Linked DNA regions of Hordeum vulgare: region 2 is linked to region 1. A link is a contact called in public Hi-C data. All regions are on one chromosome and are shown on one strand. The core of a region is the stretch at or near the end of the contact, and the rest is flanking DNA. Distances in the headings are between cores, read along the strand shown.

Region 1 (5,309 bases), core at 994-3,493:
TTCTGAAATACTTCCTCCGTCTCAAAATAAGTGTCTCGAGCTTAGTACAATTTTATACTAATGCTAGTATAAAGTTGAGACACTTATTTTGAGACGGAGGGAGTAGTTTTCAAGTCTTAGACGACTAATACTATAATCCTTTGATCTTGTAATATGACTATATATGAATGTAATCATATACTCCCTCTGTTTCAAAATAACTGTCTTAATTTTGAACTAGCTCTAGTATAAAATTATACTAAGCTTAAGACACTTATTTTAAAGCGAAGGGAGTATATAGACATATGATTAATAGGTATACTTTAGAGTGTAAATTTAGTAATATTACTCCGTATGTAGTGAAAAAGATTTATATTTAGAAACGAAGAAGTATATCAACCGAGAGTATCAGTCAACTGTAGCCACATCCATTATGAAACTATTTTAGATCGGGCGTGTTTCACTCATTCCTGGAGGATGGAGATGTCTTCAGGACAAACCTTGGCCTAGATTGCTTCGCCATCCTCTTTCTTCTGAATGCACAGGCACACAATTACATGGCTGGAAATAATCTGCAAGGCGCAAGCTAATAAAGGCCTAAAAGCTGCGGCCATTATTTTTCATAGACAAGTAGACAAAGTATCACTGTAGTATTTCAGATCACAGTTCACATAATTTAGATGGCAAACATGCACCACTTACGTATCAAAAGATAGGCTTCCATTGAATGTGCCTGCTATTGTGACTGAACAGGAAGCCTAGAGGTCTAGAGGAGTAGCATGATGCTATGTCGCTGTTAAGCACAAACATCACAGCCTTTATTATATGTTTTATTAGTGAACTCAGTGTATGAGTTGCATGCCCTTTCGGAGGCAAAGAATCTAATTGCACATGATCATATTTGGTTAAGTTGTAGTACTACATTATTGTGGCTTCCTCCTATACCCTTTACCGACAACTCAATTACCCAATACTTGATTTGAATTTGGTATAGTTATTGCATTGTCTGTATCGTTCATTTATTCAAAGGTGTTATAAAAAATGAGATCCATGGGCTACACCACTGTGTACCCTTGCAACTAGGCTACTGCCTAGTTCTCTATTCAAAGATGTTATGACTACAACATTTTTATTTCTCTACACATTGTAATTCCCATCATACAGCAAAAACAGATGCATGTCAAATGATATCAATTGACTGCCATTGCCAGGATTGTTTTTGGATGAGCTAACACTTGTGCTCAACAGTACTGACAATCCAATAACAAATGGGTAAAATGTCTTCATGTTAGGAGAGACAGCAATTAAACCGTCTAATTTGAATTTCTGTACAATTAAAGCAAAGATAGGTGGAAGCGTCCAACGAGATTTTGTATGCAAAGTGCTCTCATTAAGATATATGAATGAAAGATAAGTGTAGGTAAGCCTAGCTCACTTGGATTGGGCTCCAAAAGTCCTCAAACTTGAACATGGGCTCCTAATTATTATACTGGGGTTCCTACAAGCTACAATCTTCCTTCATCAAAAAGGAACTAAATAAATAAACAGAAGTGAATCATGTGTGGGGCATAAATTTCATTTTCCTTACCTTCCGCTAAGGAAGCCATCTTAATTTGATGGTATACGCAGGAGGGTAAAACTAATGCAAGTGCAACAAGCCACACACCATTAGAGAACCTCTTGAGAAGCTGGAAAGGACCGAGAGATTTTGTATGAGAGAACACCTTGAGGACACATGAGACATGATAACAAAAAGAATATACTCACACAGAAACAGAAGGAGAAGGCAGGCCAAACAAGACCAAATTAGCAAGCATATACCTTTCATGCAAGTCTGCCTGCCTATGCAAGAGAAACCAGAAAACAACCTCTACATCTTTTGGTGGCTGTGGGAAAATGAAGCTGCAGCATGATCTGATGGAGCCAAAATTCCAAGATAACCCCGCGCAACGGAACACGTTTTCAGCGCATGCTGGACGAGCAGATCATGCTGGCAGCTTCAGTCTCTCACACCAGCAAAGGCGTCCGTCCGTCCGTCGGTCCATGGCAGCAGTTCTAGCAGGAGAAAGGAGGGGGAGATAAGTGGCCGCTACCATGCATATGTACCTAGCTATCTGGGGTATCATCTGTATGGCGGCCTCATATGCGTAGGGTGGGCGAACTTAAAAGGAGAGGAGGAGGAAGAGGGACAAAACCATGGCACGAGGGGTGGGTGTGTGTCCATGGTGGTTGGTGCAAGCATGGTCCCTTTCTTGCCGCTCACACCTCGTGACGCTGCCGTTTTGCCCTCACCGAAGTCGCCATCGCCACCACGGCTTGTTTTATGTGCACTGTCCTTGCTCCCCCGGCCACACCAGAACGGCACATGCATCTCTACGTTTTGCTCTCAACTCCGGATTTTTCGTAGGATAATGTTTAAGAGCGCGGATGATAAGGTTTACAGTTCTGTGTCCAGAACCACTAACTTTGCGCCTTTTTTATTTTTTGGCAGAAAAAACACTAGTTCGCGGCTTAGGTATGACAGGTGGGTCCCACTTTTGTCAACAACGGCATAAGCTAGTCGGATGAAATATTTTTTTTGGATGTATCTAGGACACATCTATATTGACTATATTTCACATGTATCTTGTATACCTAACCCACCTTCTATTTCCTTGTATAATTGAGGTTATGGCCCATCTTGTACATTATAGAGTTAATTACACAAAACCATTACATTTACGGCTAGGTTTGTAGAAAATCACCAAGTCGCTAACCCGTTGCAAAAAATACTGCTTTTCCATTAATTTTATTGCAAAAAGCACTGATCGGATGATTTCGCCCGTTTAATGACTTTCTCACAAGTAGGGTCGGTGTGTAATGAGCTGACTCGTCAAAACATTGATATACAACCCCTGGATGAAAAAGAACAATGCAATCCACCATCCCCGCTCCCTCCCGCGCAGATGAGGCCTCTGCCCCGCACCTCCGGCAACCTGACGCCGACGACCAGCAGGCCCCTCGTGTCGTCGTCCCCTACCTTCACTTCTTCTCCTTCCCTGGCTTCTTCTCTAAAGCACCTCTCTCTCTCGTTCTCTGCAGGATGCCGCCATTGACGAATGAAGAGCTCCACCGCGCCACCCAGCTATCCTGCACTCCTCCTCTGGCCACCTTCGCTTGCCGCTGTCCCGTTTCCGTCCAGATCCGATGTCCAAGAGAAGCACGGAGGCGTCGCCCGGGCAACGACGACGACAACCAGAGCGGCAATCCGAACACCGTTGGTGGATGAGCGGCATGTGCGCGGAGAGCTCCCGCGGCTATTGACCCCCGCACGCGGCGATCTCCCCGCGGCTGGTGGCCCTGCTGTACGCCACCGACCACCATGCGCGCCCCGCACTGGAGCTCTGCCTACGCGTTGCCTACTACGGTCGCCGCGAGGTGCTCGATGCGCGGCTCGCCGAGGGCCTCGTCAAGTGCCTCCTCTAGCTCCCACGCACCGCCACGGCGCCGTCGACATGGCCGTGGTTGGGCCGGTCGTGGCTAGCAACGGCTGGTCCAGGCAGGGGCGACTTGTGCGTTGTTTCCCACGTTGAAAAGGAGCGTGGCGGCGCTCGCACTTGGCCGGATGGCGAGGTGGTTCAGTGGTTGTCCACACGGTGGGGGATCTGATCACTTTTGTTTTTTAGATTTAGGGGCGTGTGTGTTAATTGTTTGCTAGGTCAGCTTCTTAAACTCCGGCTCCACTTGTCACAAAATGATTAAATGGGACAAATCATCTGATCAGTGGTTTTGCAACAACTTAACTAAGATTGTGGTGTTTTTTTTGCAACAGATTAGTGACCTGGTGGCTTTCTGCAAATGTGGTGGTTTTCTGCAATTGACTCGTACATCATATATACGTGCGCTTGCACCCGATCAGTACATCGAGAGTTGCATCCTATTCCTATACATGGTATCAACCTAAACCTGATCCTACCCTAGTCGTCGCCGCGCCACGTCTCCTTCGCCCCCCCGCCGTGCCTCCTCCGAGCCGCCGTTGCTACTCCCCGCACTGCCGCCTGGCCGCTCCGCGTCTCTTCCCACCCGCGCTACCGCCACCTCTCGGTCGCACCGCTCCAAACCCTAACCCTACTCGCGCCGTCGGTCCACTCTAGCCACCGCCACCATGTCTTCCTCCGGTCGCAGTAACAACCCCTTTGGCTCGTCGTTCACCTCTGTCTCCGAGATTCTCAACGCCACCCACATACACGACGTTCCTCTGTCCGGTCACGTTCCCATCAAGCTCTCCTAAAAGGAGGCTAACTACTACGGCTTGAAGACCTACTTCAACCTCCTCTTCCGGGAGTACAACCTCGGTGATCACGTCGACGACACCGCCAACCTTGTCGATATGGGTCGTGACGCCAACTGGATGGCCATTGACGCCACCCTCATTCGGTGGTTCTTCCTCACCGTCTCGCCGGACATCTTCCAAACCGTCGTTCGCGACGGGGACGATGCCTACACGGTGTGGACCAATATCAACAAACGCTTCACCGACAGCAAGCTCCAACACATTGCGTTCTTGCAGCAGGAGTTCTTTGGGTGTCAGCAAAACAACCTCTCCATCGATGCCTATTGTCTTCGGCTCAAGACCCTCTCCTATGAACTCAACGACATCGACTTTAAGATCGGAGATGAGGTTCTCCTCTCCACTCTTACCACCGGTCTCAACGAGGACTTCGGCAATGCCGCCTCCAACCTCACCCTCGATCCCACCTTCGAGCGTGGGGTGGCCTATATCCATCTTGAGGAAAGGCGGATGAAGCACGCGCTCACCCGCGCCGTCCACACCGCCCTCTCCGTCGGCCTCTCACGCGGCGGACCAGTGCCCCCCCCGCCAGCTCCGCAGCAGCACCCTCCGGCCCTGTTCCCGCCGTTCCAACCACAACCGTCGTAGCCACAACAGCCGCAATAGCAGCAACAACGCACTAGCGACGACGGTGGCAATGGAAACCGTCGTCGGGGCCGCGATGGCAACCGCAATGGTGGCGGTTCTGGAAACGGTGACGATGGCGGGAAGCCGTGCTTCTCCAACACGAAGGCTCCTCCGCCTTGGGGTGGTGGTTATAACCTCTGGACTAGGGTCATGCACGCCTACAGCATGTCCGTGCCATGCCCCGGGCCCTGGGCCTCTTTGCCCCACACCCTGCGGCGCATCACGCCATGCTTGCCATGCCACAGCCTGGCTACGTCGCACCTTCACCGACTGGCCATGCTGGCCTCCTAGTTCCACCGCCCGCCACCCCTACGTTGATTACGGTGGTCCTCATGGGTATCCCGCGGTGGACCCATTGCTCCTCGCTGCTCTT
Region 2 (5,088 bases), core at 989-3,488, 390 kb after region 1:
TACAAAAGAAACAAATGGGCCAGCCCACTTAGAAGATAGAACTAATGAAGGGAGTGAAGGTGTGTCATTGTATAGTATGCTATATTTGGTGCTATAAGCACCAAACAAGAATTGAGTTCGAGGCGACCTTTCTGTATCCATAAGTCCCCGACGAGGTGGGCAACTTGAGGCTAGAGTTCAAGCCGGTCGGGATGGATTGAATAGCAACATACTCCTTGACCAAAAGATAGTACTTGCAGTGGAATTCTATTTTGCCCGGATCGTTGGATAATGACCATGGGCACACCCCCCCCCCCCGACCCCACCACCACCTCCCTGCACCTATAATGTTGGATCGGCCCAACTACTGTTTTCTAGGTTTTGAGAAGTTTCAACGACCTTCCCATGCTAGTTTTTTCGTTTTGTGTTTTCTTTATTTTTTTCTGCCTTTTCATTTTGTTCTTCCATTTTTTACATTGTTTTATTTATTTTTATTTTCCAAACAGATTTTCAAATTTTGTGAACAGTTTCACGAAATCTTAATTATTTATTAAATTTCATGAACATTATTTATGGAATCATGAATTCTTTTCAAAATCGAAGATCTATCAGATACCTAATATTCTGCAAATTCAGGAACATTATTTAAAAAGAGTGGACATTTAATCAAACCACATGAATATTTTTCTAAATAGTAAATCATTTTTGGAATATACTAACATATTCTTCGGGAACAATTTATCTAAGTTACGAAAATTTGTTTTCAAATGCATGACAGTTTTTCGAATTCATGTAGATTTTTTAGTCGATGCATTTTTTCTAATCCATATACGACCATTTTTTCAATTGCGATAACTTTTTTTAATTCAGTAACATTTTCCAAACTTGCGAACATTTTTCTGATTTGAAAACTATTTTTCAGACTCATGAATTTTGACGAGTTCGATTTTTTCTAAAAATCCCGACAATTCTATAATAGTCGGACCAGTTTTTAAATCATTTTTTCTTTATAAATGAAATAAAAATATATAACTAAGAAAGAGAAATGCAAGAATAAAAAAGGGGCACCCCGGCCCCATATGGCCGGCCTAAAAGCACGGCAACTAATATATCTTGCAGTCAGCGAGACGGTAGGAAAAAAAAGAAAAGGAAAAAAAAGAGAAGGAAAAGGAGAGAACCAGGGCAATAGAAACACTGCTAGTCACTACGACCACATTCTTAGTTCTAGGGGTACAACCTAATCGACGCAATTCGAGCCAGTTTTCTTCGGCTTTTTTCTTGTTTTATGTGTTTTATTTTCTTTTGCATTTTTTCATTATTTCTTGCATTTGTACGTTTGCTTTTTCATTTTGCTTTTCCTTTTTTATTTGGTTTATTTTGTTTTTTTTCGTTCACTTTTCTGGGTTTCTTTGGTTTTCAATCTACATTTTTTGTATATATCAGCATTTTTTTGGAAATACACGTTTAACATTTATTCAATACCATTTTTATGTACAGTTTCAAAAAAAATCTATACACATTTTTAACATTTTTCAAATGCTTGATTAAGGAAATTCAAATACAAAATTCATATTTTTTAATACATGGTCAATTTGTTTTCCTATACACACTTTTAAACCTTTTCAAATGCATGGCTAACATTTTAAAAATATAAGATTAACATTTTTAATACATGGTTAACTTTTCCTCTATTAAAAATTCACAATTTTCAACTACTTCATTAAATTTTTTTAATACAATATTAATATTTGTTGAACACATGGTCAACAGCTTTTCTAAGCACATAAGCATTTTTCAAATCTTCGTTAACATTTTCATATATTATTTAATAAATTTTCAAATGATTAATTAGCATTTTAAAATACATGGTTAACATTGTTTTATACACTTGTAACATTTTAGAAATGCTTTATTAACATTTTTCAAACACTTTTAAGAACTTTTAATACATGGTTTGAATTTTTTTAATTCTGTGATCAATTTTTTTCATACACAGTTTACTGTTTTGTATAGAATTTTCATATACTTGATAAATATTATACACATTTAATATTTTCAAATTTTTGGTCAACATTTACAAATTTATAATGTAGAGTTACTTTTATAATATATTTATTTATATTATTTGAAAGTATAAACTAATAAAATCAAAAGAAGGAAAACAAATGTGAAAAAAATGAGGTTGTTGTTCCCGAATGCCTGAACCGGCCTGAACCTAGTGAGCCATGTGTGAATTAAGAACTCCCCACCTGCAGAGCGAGTCCTATTCCCAGCATGGGTCGGGGAATAGAGGTCGAACACATACACCACGAACTATCGTCCTGATGTGTGGCCCGGCCATTTCAGATTAACCTTTCCTGACCCAGTTTTTGTTTCTTCCATTTCTTTTTTTTCTATTCATTTTATTTATCATTACCTTTTCATATTTTCCTCTTTTTTCAACGTCGCATTTTATTGGATTAATGAACTTTTTTCAAATTTGCGACCTACTATAACGATCACAAATATGTTTCAAAATAGTGAACTTTCTAGAAAGCCGCAAGAATATTTTCAATTTGTGATTTGTTTGAAAGTTGTGAACATAGTTTGAAATTTGTGGAACATAATTTTAATTTTATGAATATATTTTGAAAGTCGTAATTATTTTTTCAAATTGGTGAACATTTTGCGATTTTCCTAACATTTTTGAAATTTCATAGACATATTAATTTCTAAACCATTTTGTAAAATTCGTGAGTATTTCTTAAACTTAAGTACATCTATTGAAATTAGTGAACATTTCTCGGACTCACAAACATATTTTTAACCTTATGAACATTTTCTTGAATTCGTGATTTCTTTTTGAAACTGAACATTTGCCAAAATCAACAACAGTTTTTTAGTCCGTGATTTTATTTCAAATTCAATAATATTTTATAAAAATCATGAAATTTTACAGAATTAATTAACGTTTTTTGAAAATCAACAACATTTTTTAAACTTTGCACAAAATTTTGAAATACATGATTATTTTTCAAAATCATGAACATCTTTCACACTTGACAGCATTTGCTGAATTCAAGAACAATTTTTGAATGGGCAATCATTGTTAGAAGGGAAACTCTGTGCTCCAGCCGACGGATTGCATGCAGGCATCCGCACCCTCATTCGTGTGTCACGTGTTTTATACGGATTCATCAGCTTACGGTTGTGTAACTTACGGCTTGTTGCAGTTCACGCACCACAACAGCTCTTATGTTGCAGGATCTAAATCTGGATCCCTTAGAGCAGCAACCTCTTGTTCGTGCGACGCGTGTTCTATATGGGCCTACCTTAGTCGTGTTGTTTTTTATAACATCAATCATGGTGCAAAACATCTCTTTCGTAATATCATACGTAGGTGAAGACAAAAGAATCTGCAACATTACCATTGTTGCAAAAAAAATTGCAACAAGACCTTCGTTGTAAAAAAAAAAATCAGCAACAAGGCATGTGTTGCAAAGATTTCTGCAACGAGTCCTCTGTTACAAAAATTCTACAAGAATAAGTTTGTTGTGGTGGTGAAAGTTGCCACTCTGCCATACGAGTGCAATAGCTAAAGCAGCTGTTTCTGCAACACGATGGTTGTTTCAAGATTAATTGTCACGCATTTTCCACAATCAAAGCAGTTGTTTCTGCAACACATCGTTGATTTAAGACTTAATGAGTGGGGAAAGGCACAAGCAAGGTGTGCGAGGAGATTGATCGAACAACCGCCCGCACGTACATCCAACGGCTATCAAGGTGGCCGACGTATATCACACGATTGGCCGGTGGACGCGTAGCAATCCCCAATAATTCAAGACTTTTCCGAAAGTGTAAACATTTTTTGAAATTTCATTTTGTTTTGAAATCCTGAAACAATGTTTAATGAAGCAAAAACAAAAATAGAAAAAAAACATTGGGGTAGCCGCCTTGCACATGGGCTGGCCCACAGTGCACGCAGGAGGAGCAGGTTGCATATTAGGGATTTTTTCACTGTTTTGATCCTTAAGGCGTAAGTTCATCCCAAAACGAACTCGGCTCGAAAGTATTTCACGTTTTGACCCTTTTGGAAACGCCAGAGACCGTGGCGTTGCAGTCCTTAGCAGAAACGCCAGTCTACTCGACGTTGCAGGCCTCATGTGCAACACCAGTCTACTGGACGTTGCAGACCAAAGCAGAAACGCCAAAGGGGCTGGCGTTGCAGACCAAAGCAGAAACGCGAAGCTCCGTGGCGTTTCCTTAGTCCAGTACCGCAGTGTTGGGTTCCTGGCCAGCGTTGCACCCAGCGCAGAAACGCCAGACATGCTGGCGTTGCAGACCCAACCAGAAACGCCAAGCTTCCTGGCGTTTCCTTAGTCCAGTACCCCAAAACAAGATTTTTTTCACTGTTTTGATCAACAAACATATTTCATAGAATATAGTTTAAATCGTAAGACCATAATTCACAGCATAACACCATTCATCAAAACATAACACCATAATTCACAGCATAACACCATAATTTAAATCATAAGACTCACCATAACATCATAGTTCATAGTTTAACAGACGTAGTTCAACAAACAACATAGTTCAACAGAAAACATAGTTCAATAGACAACATCATAACACTCAGAATACGACATAGGTAACATACTTCACTTCCTCCCTCTCTTTGCAGCCATCTTGCCCTTAGTAACGTAGCCCTCTGGAGTGTTCTGCCAGCCAGGACGTCTGATGTTCCTTGAGCTAGCTTGACGTGTTTCTTCCGTCGGCTGAGTGGGTTGACTTGACTGCGGAGCATCTTCCATCTGCGAAGCCCCAAACTCAATGAAGTCCGGATCCGCGGCCTCGTTGTCGGACTCATCTTCTTCTTCAATCTCCTCTTCATGTGCTCGGCTAGAAGAAACATGTGCTCGACTCGAAGACGGACGAGCGGAAGAGGCCCGTGGCCGGCTGGCAGACGGACGAGCGAAAGACTGCACATCCATCGTGTACTGCGCACGTGCCCTCACATCGGTGGACGAAACACTGTGGCAAGAAAGTAAAGCCGCTAGTGTGCGGCACCGATTGGCGACCTTCTGCGCAAGGAAAAGATAATGACATGTTAATATGCTAACAAAGGTA

The links. Hi-C and Micro-C count contacts between places; a contact is called where the count stands out from the background.
Region 2: a contact with region 1 is called in a Hi-C map of seedling, with 5 times the contacts expected there. The contact joins two enhancer-like sites. A contact is called at or near these places in 2 of 6 Hi-C or Micro-C datasets (leaf and seedling).

Annotation. Positions count from the first base shown.
Region 1 is chr6H:138,381,393-138,386,701 of MorexV3_pseudomolecules_assembly, forward strand. No RefSeq gene overlaps it. Among protein-coding and RNA genes, the nearest start is that of LOC123406238, 6.2 kb to the left of the region's middle. Within about 2 kb of position 2,244, at least 3 of the 3 cell types and tissues checked have open chromatin away from gene starts, as enhancers often do. A contact at or near this core is called in leaf and seedling, where this site is marked.
Region 2 is chr6H:138,770,718-138,775,805 of MorexV3_pseudomolecules_assembly, forward strand. No RefSeq gene overlaps it. Among protein-coding and RNA genes, the nearest start is that of LOC123402844, 150 kb to the left of the region's middle. Within about 2 kb of position 2,239, at least 3 of the 3 cell types and tissues checked have open chromatin away from gene starts, as enhancers often do. A contact at or near this core is called in leaf and seedling, where this site is marked.